Regions from separate parts of the Mus musculus genome. Here all the other regions are linked to region 2. A link is a contact called in public Hi-C and HiChIP or PLAC-seq data. All regions are on one chromosome and are shown on one strand. The core of a region is the stretch at or near the end of the contact, and the rest is flanking DNA. Distances in the headings are between cores, read along the strand shown. Region 1 has its middle 16 kb from the start of Gm39693. Region 2 overlaps Gpa33 (glycoprotein A33 (transmembrane)). Region 3 overlaps Gm33224 (a long non-coding RNA gene).

The links. Hi-C and Micro-C count contacts between places; a contact is called where the count stands out from the background. HiChIP or PLAC-seq counts read pairs in DNA pulled down with a chosen protein or histone mark.
Region 1: a contact with region 2 is called in a Hi-C map of the G1E-ER4 cell line, with 5 times the contacts expected there. The contact joins two enhancer-like sites. A contact is called at or near these places in 1 of 15 datasets of contacts at CTCF or cohesin (embryonic stem cells), 24 of 484 Hi-C or Micro-C datasets (the AML12 cell line, the G1E-ER4 cell line, bone marrow-derived dendritic cells and 9 more), 3 of 115 datasets of contacts at active chromatin or transcription factors (embryonic stem cells and forebrain) and 1 of 9 other capture datasets (embryonic stem cells).
Region 3: a contact with region 2 is called in an H3K4me3 HiChIP or PLAC-seq map of the SCID.adh cell line, with 23 read pairs. The contact joins two enhancer-like sites. A contact is called at or near these places in 2 of 39 promoter capture datasets (3T3-L1-derived adipocytes and hematopoietic stem and progenitor cells), 2 of 15 datasets of contacts at CTCF or cohesin (the NIH/3T3 cell line and embryonic stem cells), 38 of 484 Hi-C or Micro-C datasets (the AML12 cell line, B cells, the C2C12 cell line and 18 more), 22 of 115 datasets of contacts at active chromatin or transcription factors (the HPC-7 cell line, the NIH/3T3 cell line, the SCID.adh cell line and 11 more) and 3 of 9 other capture datasets (embryonic stem cells, embryonic tail and embryonic trunk).

The regions. Positions count from the first base shown.
Region 1 is chr1:166,063,326-166,067,332 of GRCm38.p6, forward strand. No RefSeq gene overlaps it. Among named protein-coding and RNA genes, the nearest start is that of Gm39693, 16 kb to the left of the region's middle. Within about 2 kb of position 1,661, at least 9 of the 459 cell types and tissues checked have an H3K27ac peak or open chromatin away from gene starts, as enhancers often do. A contact at or near this core is called in the G1E-ER4 cell line, where this site is marked.
Region 2 is chr1:166,151,317-166,155,254 of GRCm38.p6, forward strand. Gpa33 (glycoprotein A33 (transmembrane)) reads left to right here. Exons shown (of 7, transcript NM_021610.2): 3 at 1,252-1,468. Among named protein-coding and RNA genes, the nearest start is that of Gpa33, 23 kb to the left of the region's middle. Within about 2 kb of position 2,260, at least 31 of the 459 cell types and tissues checked have an H3K27ac peak or open chromatin away from gene starts, as enhancers often do. A contact at or near this core is called in the G1E-ER4 cell line, the SCID.adh cell line and pancreatic cancer cells, where this site is marked.
Region 3 is chr1:166,042,884-166,046,700 of GRCm38.p6, forward strand. It overlaps Gm33224 (a long non-coding RNA gene), which reads right to left. Exons shown (of 3, transcript XR_865710.2): 3 at 2,569-3,817. It also overlaps the pseudogene Gm7626. Among named protein-coding and RNA genes, the nearest start is that of Gm33224, 4.3 kb to the right of the region's middle. Within about 2 kb of position 1,453, at least 122 of the 459 cell types and tissues checked have an H3K27ac peak or open chromatin away from gene starts, as enhancers often do. A contact at or near this core is called in the G1E-ER4 cell line, the SCID.adh cell line and pancreatic cancer cells, where this site is marked.

The DNA of each region.
Region 1 (4,007 bases), core at 411-2,910, 89 kb before region 2:
TCCACTGGAAAAAAAATCCTCGGGTTTGTGGTGAGGGGACAGAGGGTTGCATTACTGATCAAGGGCCCTGGAACTTCCTCTTACCTAGTTTTTACCTAGGAAAGTGAAGGATAAAGCAGGGCTTTTCGGTCCCTGCATTTTGCTCCTTGTCTCCCTCCTTCTTCTCCCCGCCCCCTTTCTCTGACAGGCCCTCCAAAAATGGAGCCCAGACTGCCCTCAAAAGCCTGTTTTAGCTTTCTGACTACTCACAGGTATGCACCACCACTGTCAACTTGTCTTTGACTCTTTTTTTTAAACGTGTATGTGTGTGTGTGTGTGTGTGTGTGTGTGTGTATTCAGTATGTTCAGTGTGTGTGTGTGTGTATATATATATATATATATGTGTGTGTGTGTGTGTGTGTATACATATACATATATATTCAGTATGTTCAGTGTGTGTGTGCGCGCGCATTTGTCCTGCCCTGGGATTGAACTCAAATTGACGGGTTTGGTAGCAGGTGTCTTTATTCCCTGAGCCATCTCACCAACCTTACCTTGTGATTTAAAATAAAATGCATTCCGAATGAATGAATGAATGAATTATTGTTACATATTTTAATTCAGAGGCCAGGGGCTATGGAGAAGAAGGAGCACACTCCTTGTGTTCCTCTGAGAGAAAAATGAGAGGTTGCTCCAACCTTTGTTTATTCAGTCAAGATGGGTATCATATATGTCCCCACAGTTTGACTCTGCACCCAAGATAAGGACCCTATCTCTCCTGGTTGAGTAAGGAGAACTTCTACATGCCCCTTCAGTATCAGGGACTTTGCCTTGACACATGGTCTTAACCTACTCCCAGAGTAAATATTCTTTGGTTATTGCGATTGTCTACTTCTGAGTTAACCTTAGAATGTTTTGGTCGAAGCTTTTTGGGACAGCTTCTTAGGTGACTAGTAATGAATTGGGAACATAATATACCCACAGAGTAAACACAAAAAAGTTTATTCTATAAATTATTCTTTTCATATGCCATAATTCTACAGTAACTTGCCAAAGAAGAATATAGGGACACAGACGTAGAGCTAAATCAACCCACTGCAGTCATGGATAACTTCATCCAGCAATTTATCTTTAAAATGAATACACATTTTACATTTTGTCCTTTGGAATTGTAGTATTGGCAGGCACACACATATGCAAATGCGCACTGTATTTTATAGCTTTAATTTATATTTCTTTGAAAAATAGATGTTCTACTTATTAACTGTCATAATATTTATGCCCCATTTCTCTGTGGTTATTGGCAAAGTTATTTTCTAAGTAGGGACTGGACCGGTGGCTCAGCGGTTAGGAGCATTCATTCACTAGTCCTGCAGAGGACCGGGGTTTGGTTCCCAGCACTCACACAGGGGCTTCTAACAGCTCAGAGCTTCAGAACCTGACATCTTCTAAATTTCACAGGTCCCAGGCATGTACTCGGTACATATTTATATACACAGGCCAGGACTAACGCATAAAATAAAAACAAAGAAAAAGGAGAAGGAGATCGTAAAAAGCCAACTAGTAACCATTTTGGCTTGGCTGTGCATTCAGCCTGGGTCAAAATCCCTCACATCTGCCTTTGTCGTGTGAAGGCAGAGTAAGGAAATGAATAAATGAGCTGAGTGGGAATAGTTTTCAACAAAACACATAATGACCGGAAGTAGAGAGAGAATTCTGGGAAGCTGGCAAGTCGGGAGTCTGTGTCCTCACCCAGACAACAATTACTCTGGAAGAGTCTGTCCTATGAAACTATTTGGAAAGTCTGGAGTGCGTTGAAGGGGAGGCTTGAACATTAAATTGCAGTCAATTTTGCTCAATTTCAGCTCTTAGCTCAGAAGCTGCTACCATCCCCCACCTCCCAGCCCGGCGGCAGGCAGCTTTGAATGTGCCCCTGCAGCAAATGGTGTCTACCTGGTCTGAGGCTCAGAAGGAAAAAAGGCTCTTGCCTTCCCATCTCTTGGATCTCGGCTCATAATCACTGACTGCCGATTCTGATCACAGAAGCCCAGAGAGTTCTAGCCATGGTTGCTGCACCCACCACAACGCGCCGTGAGTCTTCACTCCTGCCAGGGGAGATTTTCAAAAGATTCAGAAAAGCCAAGAGCTCCAACTCCTTCCTTCTTGTCTTCTCGACCTCTTTGAAGCCAAATTAAAGACGAAGACATTTGTGAATAACTGACTGGACAAAAGTATGAAGTGGGCGTGGTAACCAGGGAAAAACAGGCTCTGAGAAGGAAGACACAGGGGGACTTTTACACGTCAGGATGCTCCTTGTTATAGTGATGGCCTACAAGGATGCTTTGTTTTATTCTTTTGTGGTGAGATCTGATGTATCGTCAGGCTGGCCTCCAATTCATAATGTATCTGCGGAGGACCTTGCATTCCCCTACCTCTACTGGTTCAGTTCTGAGATGACAGGCCTGTGCCACCAAACCTGGTTTATGCAGGTACTGGGGGCTGAAACTAAAGCCTTCTGCATGGCAGGCAAGCATCTTACGTACTGAACTAAATATATTAAGACTTCCCAAACAATAATTTTAAAAAATTAGAAAACTCTTGAGGAGAGAGAGAGTGATGGTTTATATATGCTTGGCCCAGGGAGCTGCCTGGAAGTCAGTCTTTCACTAGCAGCCTTCAGATGAAGATGTAGAACTCTCAGCTCCTCCTGCACCATGCCTGCCTGGATGCTGCCATGCTCCCACCTTGATGATAATGGACTGAACCTTTGAACCTGTAAGCCAACCCCAATTAAATGTTGTCCTTTATAAGACTTGCCTTGGTCATAGTGTCTATTCACAGCAGTAAAACCCTAATGGAGACAGAAGTTGGTACCAAGGACAAGGGTATTACTGTGATAGGCCTGACCATGCATTTGTTTGGAAGAATGTGGATTTTAGGACTTTGGATTTGGAAAGCAGTAATGCTTTAACTGGGGCTTAATGGACCATCCTAGTAGGAATATGAAAGACTTTGTTGATGAGAGTGATTTGAACGGTGCAGACCTGGCCCAAGAAGTTTCAATATGTGACCTAGCGATTGCTTTTGTGGGATTTTGGTGAAGAATGTGGCTGCTTTTTGCACTTGTATGAAGAGTCTAGCTGAGACTAACATAAAGAGGTTTATATTAATTACATTGACAAAAGAAATCTCAAAAACACCCAGCGGAGACTTTGTTCTCTGGTAAAGTCTCATGAAGAGCATTTTGAACAAGTGCAACAAGCTTGGAGAGGAAAAATATAAATATATATGGTTTGAGTATTAAAGGTAAACTAGAAAGTGAAATGGAGCTGAATCCTGGGTTAAAGGACATTAAATTGAATTAAGGGAGTAGTGCCCTTGGGGCTAGATCCCACCCAGCTAAGTTTAGGTCCAGGTTTGGTAGTAGAAGCCTTTAATTCCAGGAGGCAAAGACAAGCAGATTTCTGAGTTCAAGGCCAGTCTAGAACAGAAAAAGTTCTAGGTGAATAAAAACTTAAATCCAGGTTTAGTGAACCACACTTTTAATCCCAGTGGTTATGAGACAGGCATGCAGATCTCTTGAGTTCAAAGTCAGTCAATGGAGCAAGTTCAGAACAGCCACACTTAGGCAGTGAAGGAGTTGGAAAACAGGAAGCTGGTGATAATGTAATAGAACAAGGGGGCCATGTTCCAGCCCCAGCAAGCAGGAGAACATGGCAGCTTTGGCCACATGGCTCTGACTTTAGAGTCCAGAATAGAACATGTTACTGGGACTATTGATGCTGGTTAGCTGGAGCTAAGAAATTAGTGATGATTAAGAGACCAACAACCGGGCGTGGTGGCGCACGCCTTTAATCCCAGCACTTGGGAGGCAGAGGCAGTCGAATTTCTGAGTTCGAGGCCAGCCTGGTCTACAGAGTGAGTTCCAGGACAGCCAGGGCTATACAGAGAAACCCTGTCTCGAAAAACCAAAACAAAAAACAAAAACAAAAACAAAACAAAAACAAAAACAAAAACAAGAAGAGACC
Region 2 (3,938 bases), core at 1,010-3,509:
GCCTTTATTGTCCAAGCTCGGCTCTCGCCAATCTGTCACTACTCACACTGTGCCCCTTGGGGTTGTCACTGCCGATTTCTGCTGTTTGTTTTTTTTTCCTTTGCCTCCAATGTCTAACATATCACACACGCTGCTCCAGCCTTCTAGCTTTTTATGCGATTAATGCACAGCTGCCTTTCGAGATTCAAAGCAGCTATCAGCCTTCGTAGGAATCGTCCCCCAAGTGGCCAGTCTATGTTATAATCATGAGATACCCTGGTTGCTTGGTTTCAAACTCACTTTTGAGGGAAGAACTCACGGGTTGTATGCCCTGGACATGGTGGACCGACATAATGGCTAGTCACGGTAGAAACAACGCCAGGCAGACCCCAACTGCTCTGCCTGTATTATCAGCTTTAGCTCTCAGCACAATCTTAGGAGATGTATTATCATCAACATCTCCATTTTGTAGTGAGAAAAGAGAGTCTCAGAGCGGCCAAGGCCATTCAGCTAGCAGCAGGGTGAGGATTTGACTGAGGCAGCCTGGTCTGTGCCTGTGGTCTAAGCTGTTAATGTGCTGCCTCGTCAACACCAACGAATAAATAAATAAACAACTTCCAAGGGCAATAGTCAGAACCAAGTGAGCTGGAACTCAGTGGTTAACTAGTGTGGTACCTGGCTTATGGTGGTGCACTGTGGGTGTTGGATGAAGGAAGGGATGGGTGAGAATAAACCATGGGCTGAGAGGGAACCAAGGAGAGAGAGGCTGGTCACAAATGTGAGTGCTGGGATCCGAGCCAGCCTCATTTACACACCGGTATTCCAGGGTGTGTGCTTCTGTGCACACTGGTCTCCCAGGGTGTGTGCCTCGGTGCTGTTTTGTGCTTTTCCTTTGAGTCAGTGTGTCATGCCTCCCAGATTGGCTTAGAACTTGCTACATAGCCAAGGACGACTTTGAACTTTTCCCTCCCTTCACCTCTGGAATGCTGGGATGATCGGCACGCGCCGCAACACCAAGTTTACACGGCACTGGGATCAAATCCAGGCCTTTACGTGTGGTAGGCAAGTACTACCAGCTAAACTACAACCCCAGTCCCTAAAGCTCAAAAGCAAATCTTTAAAAGTCTAAAGTTATCTAGCTAGATAACAAGAGGAATCTACCAGCAGGTACTGCCCTTCTGTTTGACATGTTGTTGGTTTGCTCTGGGGGACGAAGATTGAGTCAGGGCAGGTCTACACCAGGTCCTGACAGACATTTCCTCTTTCTCTCAGGAAAGAGTGGTCACCTGGAATTTTGTGACAAAGAAATACATCTATGGGAACCGTTATGAGAATCGAGTGAGAGTATCTAACGATGCTGAGTTGTCAAATGCCTCTATCACCATCGACCAGCTGACCATGGACGACAATGGCACCTACGAGTGCTCCGTGTCACTGATGTCGGACCAGGATGTCAACGCCAAGTCTCGAGTCCGCCTCTTGGTCCTTGGTGAGTGTCTCTGTCTTTTCCTGTGGGAGGAGGGTGGGCAGAGAGGCGCTGTCAGCAGCAGAGCCATGGTTCTGTCTCTCCCTCTGTCTCTCAAATGCTCTCCGGGGGTTCTCGGTGGCTAGCAGGGTGTTTCTGAGGGCAGAGGTGTGGCTTTGGAGTCACCCCTTGCTCCCGTTGCTCGTTGCCCTCCATACCAACTCTTCTTTCCCCTTCCAAACTCATTACTGAAAAGAAGTGAAGGGGATCCCCCAAGCAATACACGGGTTCTCATCTTGTGTGGCACTCACAGGGCCAATCGTGACCCCCATAGGTGACTCTTTCCCTGCTCTCAACTCTGTTCCACACCAGTTTTTCCACCCTTCCTCTAACAAAGGCACAGTCGCCAACCAATGGGAAGTATGTCCCAGGATAGCATCCTTTTCACAGGAGAATTTGTTGGAATTTATAGTTTTGGAGAGGCGAGGAAACTCATCTGCTTTAATTTCTGAGTAGGTGAGGCCCACAGGAAGTAATTGCCTCAAACCAGTTACTGGGATTGCTTTAATGAGAATCTAGTCTATGTGCAGTGTGAGCAAGGCCCCACTTCTGGGAGGTAGCATCTCTGTGCATCAAAACAGAGGATCCTTTTTCCTCTTTTTCCTTTACACTACTTGGCAGAAGCTCTTTTAAATTGTATGTGGTAGTTGTTGGACTCATAGAAAGCCTTATAGCGTGTCAGACTACACTGCGGTTATCAACTAATGCTGCCTAAAGAATAGGCAAGACCTCTTCCACCCCGCCACCATGTGGCAACCAGTGGTAATGCAGGCAGGCGTCTTAGACTTCGCCCGGCGTTCTCCCAACGCACACCACACACTCAGACACTTTGCTCTTTCCTGTGAAGACGTGAGATATTATAAAGCACTTAGCAAGTTGCTTCTTGACAGCGCACCGTGAACACCTCAGGTTTCAACGCTTTTTTTTAGCTCTTGTTTGAACAAGCAATACTACAATATACCCCTTTATCTCACTTTGTGTAGAGGTATGAATAAAAATCATAAGTTATATATACATATGAGGATTATATATACACAGACTTGTATAACATTTGGGTTCTTTAAATACCTGGCCTGCCTTTTTTGACAGAGGATTTCAAACAAATGGCAAGAATCGGTGTAAATCTGAAACCTGATTCTGCTGGTCCTCCAACCAAACTCCGGCCCGTACATCAAGGACCACCTACTTTTAAAGACAATCAGATTAACCCGAAGAGTTAAGGCTACACGTTTAATATGAGAGTATGGAATTCGTTGAAACTAACCTCTTGCTTTAAAAAAAATTACATGTTAATAAACCCAGCAATATTCTTTGTGAAAAGTTTTCTTTCTCGGTGTCTATATAACTAGATAATTTTTACAAGAGAATGACTTTAATTATACGGGGCGGCTCATTCTGGGGAGGCTAGCAGGAAACTCCGACCTTAGCCCCGGGGAGCTAGCCTTGTCTAGCTCACCTGCAGGAAGCCCCTAAGTCAGAAGACTCAGCAGCCTGTGCGGCAGGTGTTAAATCCTTGTCCTGGCCTCTGGCGCCCCCTGACGTCTTCAAAGGGAACAGACGGCATCTGAGAGGCTTTGAAGCCTAACACATCCCCTCCCACCCTCCATGGCCTCTCCCTCAGTAATTACTCAGGTAACCTTCTGTTTGTAAAACAGGCCACGTGAGAACAAGACCCTCTCCCTTGTGAGTTTCTGCTCCCTCGCCAGTCCTCTTGGCTCCCGCCCGCGGGCTCTTTAAACTAGATCTAACTCGAGATCCCGGCTGTTTGTGATTGGGGCGCTGAAGATCTGGAGAGAGAGGGCCCGGGTGTGCCTGGCACAGGGCCCGCAGGAAGTTTAGAGCCTGTGGTCAAGGGCCTGGAGCGAAAGATCTCGACTCAGTCCTCTTGAAAGCATATCTCTCTTGCTGGCCATCACCCTGGCGGGCAGTTTCTGGAGTTCCTGTTCAGACCACACCCAAGGAGTGGATGAAGCAGGTGCTAGTTTTCCAAACAGGCGCCTTTGCCTTTTACGCCTCAGCAGTTGGTCTCTGGCACTTTCCTTCCCACTTCTGTCTGTATCCGACAACTCCACCCCGCCCCGACCAACCAACCAACCAACCAACCAACCAACCAACCAACCAACCAAAAACTAGCTTGGGGGGTGGGTGGTGTCCCTCTGCTATTCCACCACTTAGTCTAATGAGTGTATGGGAGTTTGCCGCTGCGCCTCCTGCTAAAGGCATGCCTGAGAGTGAGGTTGGCTAGGTAAGGGCCCTGCAAGGTTCTGGTGTGCGGCCCAGGAGGGAGAGAGAACCACAGCAGGAAGGAATGCTCAGAGGGTAGGTTCGCCTCCCCTTCACCGCCAGTCTCAGGTCTGCTAACTCCCGGGCGGGCGGGCAGGATGCTGCAGGAGCCTAAGTAGCCAACCTCTGGCAGGTGTTCTGCTCACCTGCT
Region 3 (3,817 bases), core at 203-2,702, 110 kb before region 2:
GACCTCAAACTTATATCGAAAGGACATTTGCTGAGGTCTAGCCTATCAAATAAGACTTATTATGACCACTTCACCTGCTGGTTCATACTCAACCTTCAGGAGGCATTCAGGGCAGAGAACTCAGAGAAGTTCAAGGCACAGACTCTGGAGATGAGCTAGGTTCTGTCCTGGCCCTGACGTTAACTGGTTTCTATGAGTAAAGTGTCAGTATCCCCATACCTTCACCCCCAAAACGGCAGAAGATGGCAGTGTCTGCTCCTTAGACTGTATGGGAAGACTAGATAGAACAATGGACACACGTGCATGCAGTAGTCCTTGTTCCCCAACAAGACTTCATTCTACTAGAAGCCAATTGACCCTGAGCTTGGCACTGTGTTCCCTTTTTATTTCTTTTAGACAGCCAATTTTTTTTTTTTAATTGGGGGAATGGGTCTCTAGGGGCGGACCTGGGGCCCTCACTGCACAGCTCGCTCATTGGCACCATCTCCAGAATCCTGTGGCTTCATCACATCTGGAAGCTCTGGAGGGCTGAGAAGGGCTTGACGCGCGGAGCTTCGAAGGTGTCATCTGCTCGGAAGGCCAGGTCCACTGTGGCTGGCGCCTGTGGCCATGCTGTCTAACTAGTGAAGCCACACTCGGAGTTTTTCCATCATCAAGAAGCTGGTCGTCCTTGTAAAGTCGCTGCTCCTCTGGCGGCCGCTTGAGGATGCCCTCGAGGAGATGCGCTCCAGTTCCAACAGGGTGCTCTAGCTTCCTTAATGTTCTTAAAGATGGTGGTCTTGCGCGGGATCATAAGAAACACGTCCATCCCCGCGGCTGCTTCAGGCTCAATTAGCTAGCGCGGCTGCGCTCCGCCCCGCCCCTTCTGTGTTACTTTTATCATCAGTATTGTCCCACTCCAAGGTTTATACTCTCAACCTTACACTGTCAACTTAAGATACTGCACAGTGCAGCACTGATTAATCAGTAGCAGGGTGTTTCCTCCTCTGTGTCATCACTACACTCTGGGTTTAATGTCTCCCATCCCCCACCCAGTAACTGTGTCAGGCTTGTGGGATAGGTTTGTGACTTAGCAAGTGTTTACCTAGTACATAGCATGTCCAAGGCCCCAGCTTCATTCCCTGGCACAACAAAACAAAACAAAGGCAACTGTGGGCTCGTGAGTCAGCTCGCCATCAGCCACCAGCTGCTTCCTGCCTGTAGGATGCAGCTTTTGTCTCCCACATACTCTCAGCATAAAACCCTGGTCCAAGCACACACAAACCAAACGCCCACAGTTGAATGGTTCAGTGAGTGAATTAATGAAAATTATCACTGAAACAGCATCTCAACCTTGCTTCTTACAAATAAAATATAATTTAATCTCAAAACATTACATTTACTTCGTGTATATGTAAGGGGGTGGGGTGGGGGTGGGGAGATTACATACTCAGACCATGAGCAAGCTTGTGTGAGCCCCAGAGATCAGACGAAGGTCGTCTGCCTTGGTGGCAAACACTTCTACCCACTGAGCTATCTAGCTGGCACCTATATCATTTTTCAGTGACAGCATCCTTAATGTGGCCCTCCCCAGAAAAAAAGTCTTCATTTTTTAATCTACACTATTAATACTTCACATTTTTTAAAACGGTTTCTTTCAGGATCTTTTAGATTGATAGGAAATAACTGAAAGCACTGTTGAGTTTCCCTACGCCGGCCCAATTTCCCCTCTAGTTGACATTTTACATTTGCCACAATGAATGACCCAGTTCTAATACATTTTTATTAATAAAAGTCCACACTCTCCCCACGATCTCTTTGGGTTTCCTGTTTTCCCAGCGTAGCCTTTGCTGCCCCAGGTCCCTCCCTGTTCCAGCATGCTGTGTTTAGTTGCTACATCTCCTTGGCTTCTCTTGGTTGTGGTGGTTTCTCTCTAAGATCTGAAAAAGTCCCATTTGGGGGGCGTGGGGGGTTGTTCAGGTCAGCCTCCTCCATGACCCTAGCCAGCTGTCATTTTCCTGGAAGGGACTCTTGGATGCAGCTGAGGAAGGTTAAAGGGGGCACAGAATGGGCTGATGGACAGGCTTGAATGAAATTCATTGCTCTTGGCCTTCTAATGAGGTGCATGGCCAATGGCCTTGGGAGGATGCAGCCTCGGAAATACAGCAGAGTCTAACAATCTAGGAAACACAGCACAGTCTAAACCGTGACACACCAGGGACGGGCCATCTGCTTGGGCAGATTTTGGTGGCTTCTCTCAGTAGTCTTGTTAGGCCTGAGCAAGCCAGGGGCAGTGACCTCTCTTCTTGCCATTCACTGACTTTGCTTTCCTCTGGAACCAAATGCTTGCAATCCAGCGTCAGTCGATCCATCTCGTAGGTATACATCCAGGGGATCGAAACTCACACCCCATCATGCTCTCTGGCCACATCACATCAGAGGACGACCCACTGGCAGTGCAGGTGCCCTTTCCATTTCCATTTCCCCTTCCCTCTCTCCCCTCCTCCCCCCATCCCCAGTTCCTTTTCTAACTCTTGAGCAGGAGAGGGAAGGGCAGGATGGGTGGGAGTTTTAACTGTTACCTCTGGCCTAGTTCTTTCATCTCTTAAGCTAAATTCCAAAGGGGTAATTGTATTAGTCATCCCCAAATCCAGCCTTCTCAGAGAGCGCAGCCTGTGAGCTCCCCCTCTCTCCTTCTTTCAGGGGGTTGGAGAAGTGCAGTTTATAAAAGCCCCACTTCTAAGTCCCCAATCTGCACTTTCTGGAAGCTTTCCGGAGAGCAGCCATCCTAGCGGACCCCAAGCTGCACAGACTTGGACACTACATAACCTTTCTTTTCCCCAGCCCCCCACCTCCTTCTTCCTTGCAGCCAATTAAAGACAGACAGCACGCTGCCCCGCTGCTGAGGCTCTAACCGAAGGAGCAAGAGGAGTCTGGTGGGAGGGAGCTCCTGCTGAGAATGGGGCCCAGGCCCTGGGCTAGGCAGGATGGAATGTGCCGTGGGATTTAGGAAAGCTGTGGCTGGATATGAGACTCTGACAGCCAAAATGCACACAGCACTGGTGATTAAAACTAACAAGAACACTTGCCAATTTCCCTACAAGTTTGTCCTTTCTCCAGAGTAGTTTTGACAGTGGACAGGACACGAGGCATTTTTCTATGGCCACTCACTTCGTCATCTTATGTGGCTCCTACACCCAAGTAAATATTGAGATGTTTGAAGAAGTTACCATCCGCCTGTGAGGAATTTTTCTCCTTTTGCAAGGAAACCCACAGCCCAATCCAGTCCATGATCTCCTTCTGCTACTGTTTTGCTGGGCGCTTATAGATAGAAACCAGAACTTTCTTGTTATGTGTTCCTTTGCTATTTGGATAAAGTTTTTTTTTTTGTTGTTGTTTTTTTTAAAGAAAAAAAAAAGGACAACCACCCCTTTGTCATTTGTTACTCTTTCTGTGTTGATAGATCTTAAGAATGTATTTTCTGGACTGGTAGGACGACTCAGTGGTTAGGGGTGTGGGTGCTTGTAGCCAAGCCTGAAAAACAGCAAGCTGGTCTTAGCCAGTGCTCTGTAATATGAAAACAGAAAAAGAAGATTTAATTTAAGGTAACCACATCAGGAAGAAAAACAAGGGAGTCCAGGAACCTCCAAGTCCAAGACCTCCCTCTGAGATCCTGACAGAAGCATAGGAGAGGAGATAGGGCATGAGTAACCTGGTCACCTGGTCAAGCTGTGGTCCCCCACTCTTGTCTCAGCTCCTCCAGTCTCCCTTGCAAGGTGGTCCAGGAAGATGCCGGACTGAGATCTCTTCCTAGAAGACAAGTCTCTCCTGCTGCCGC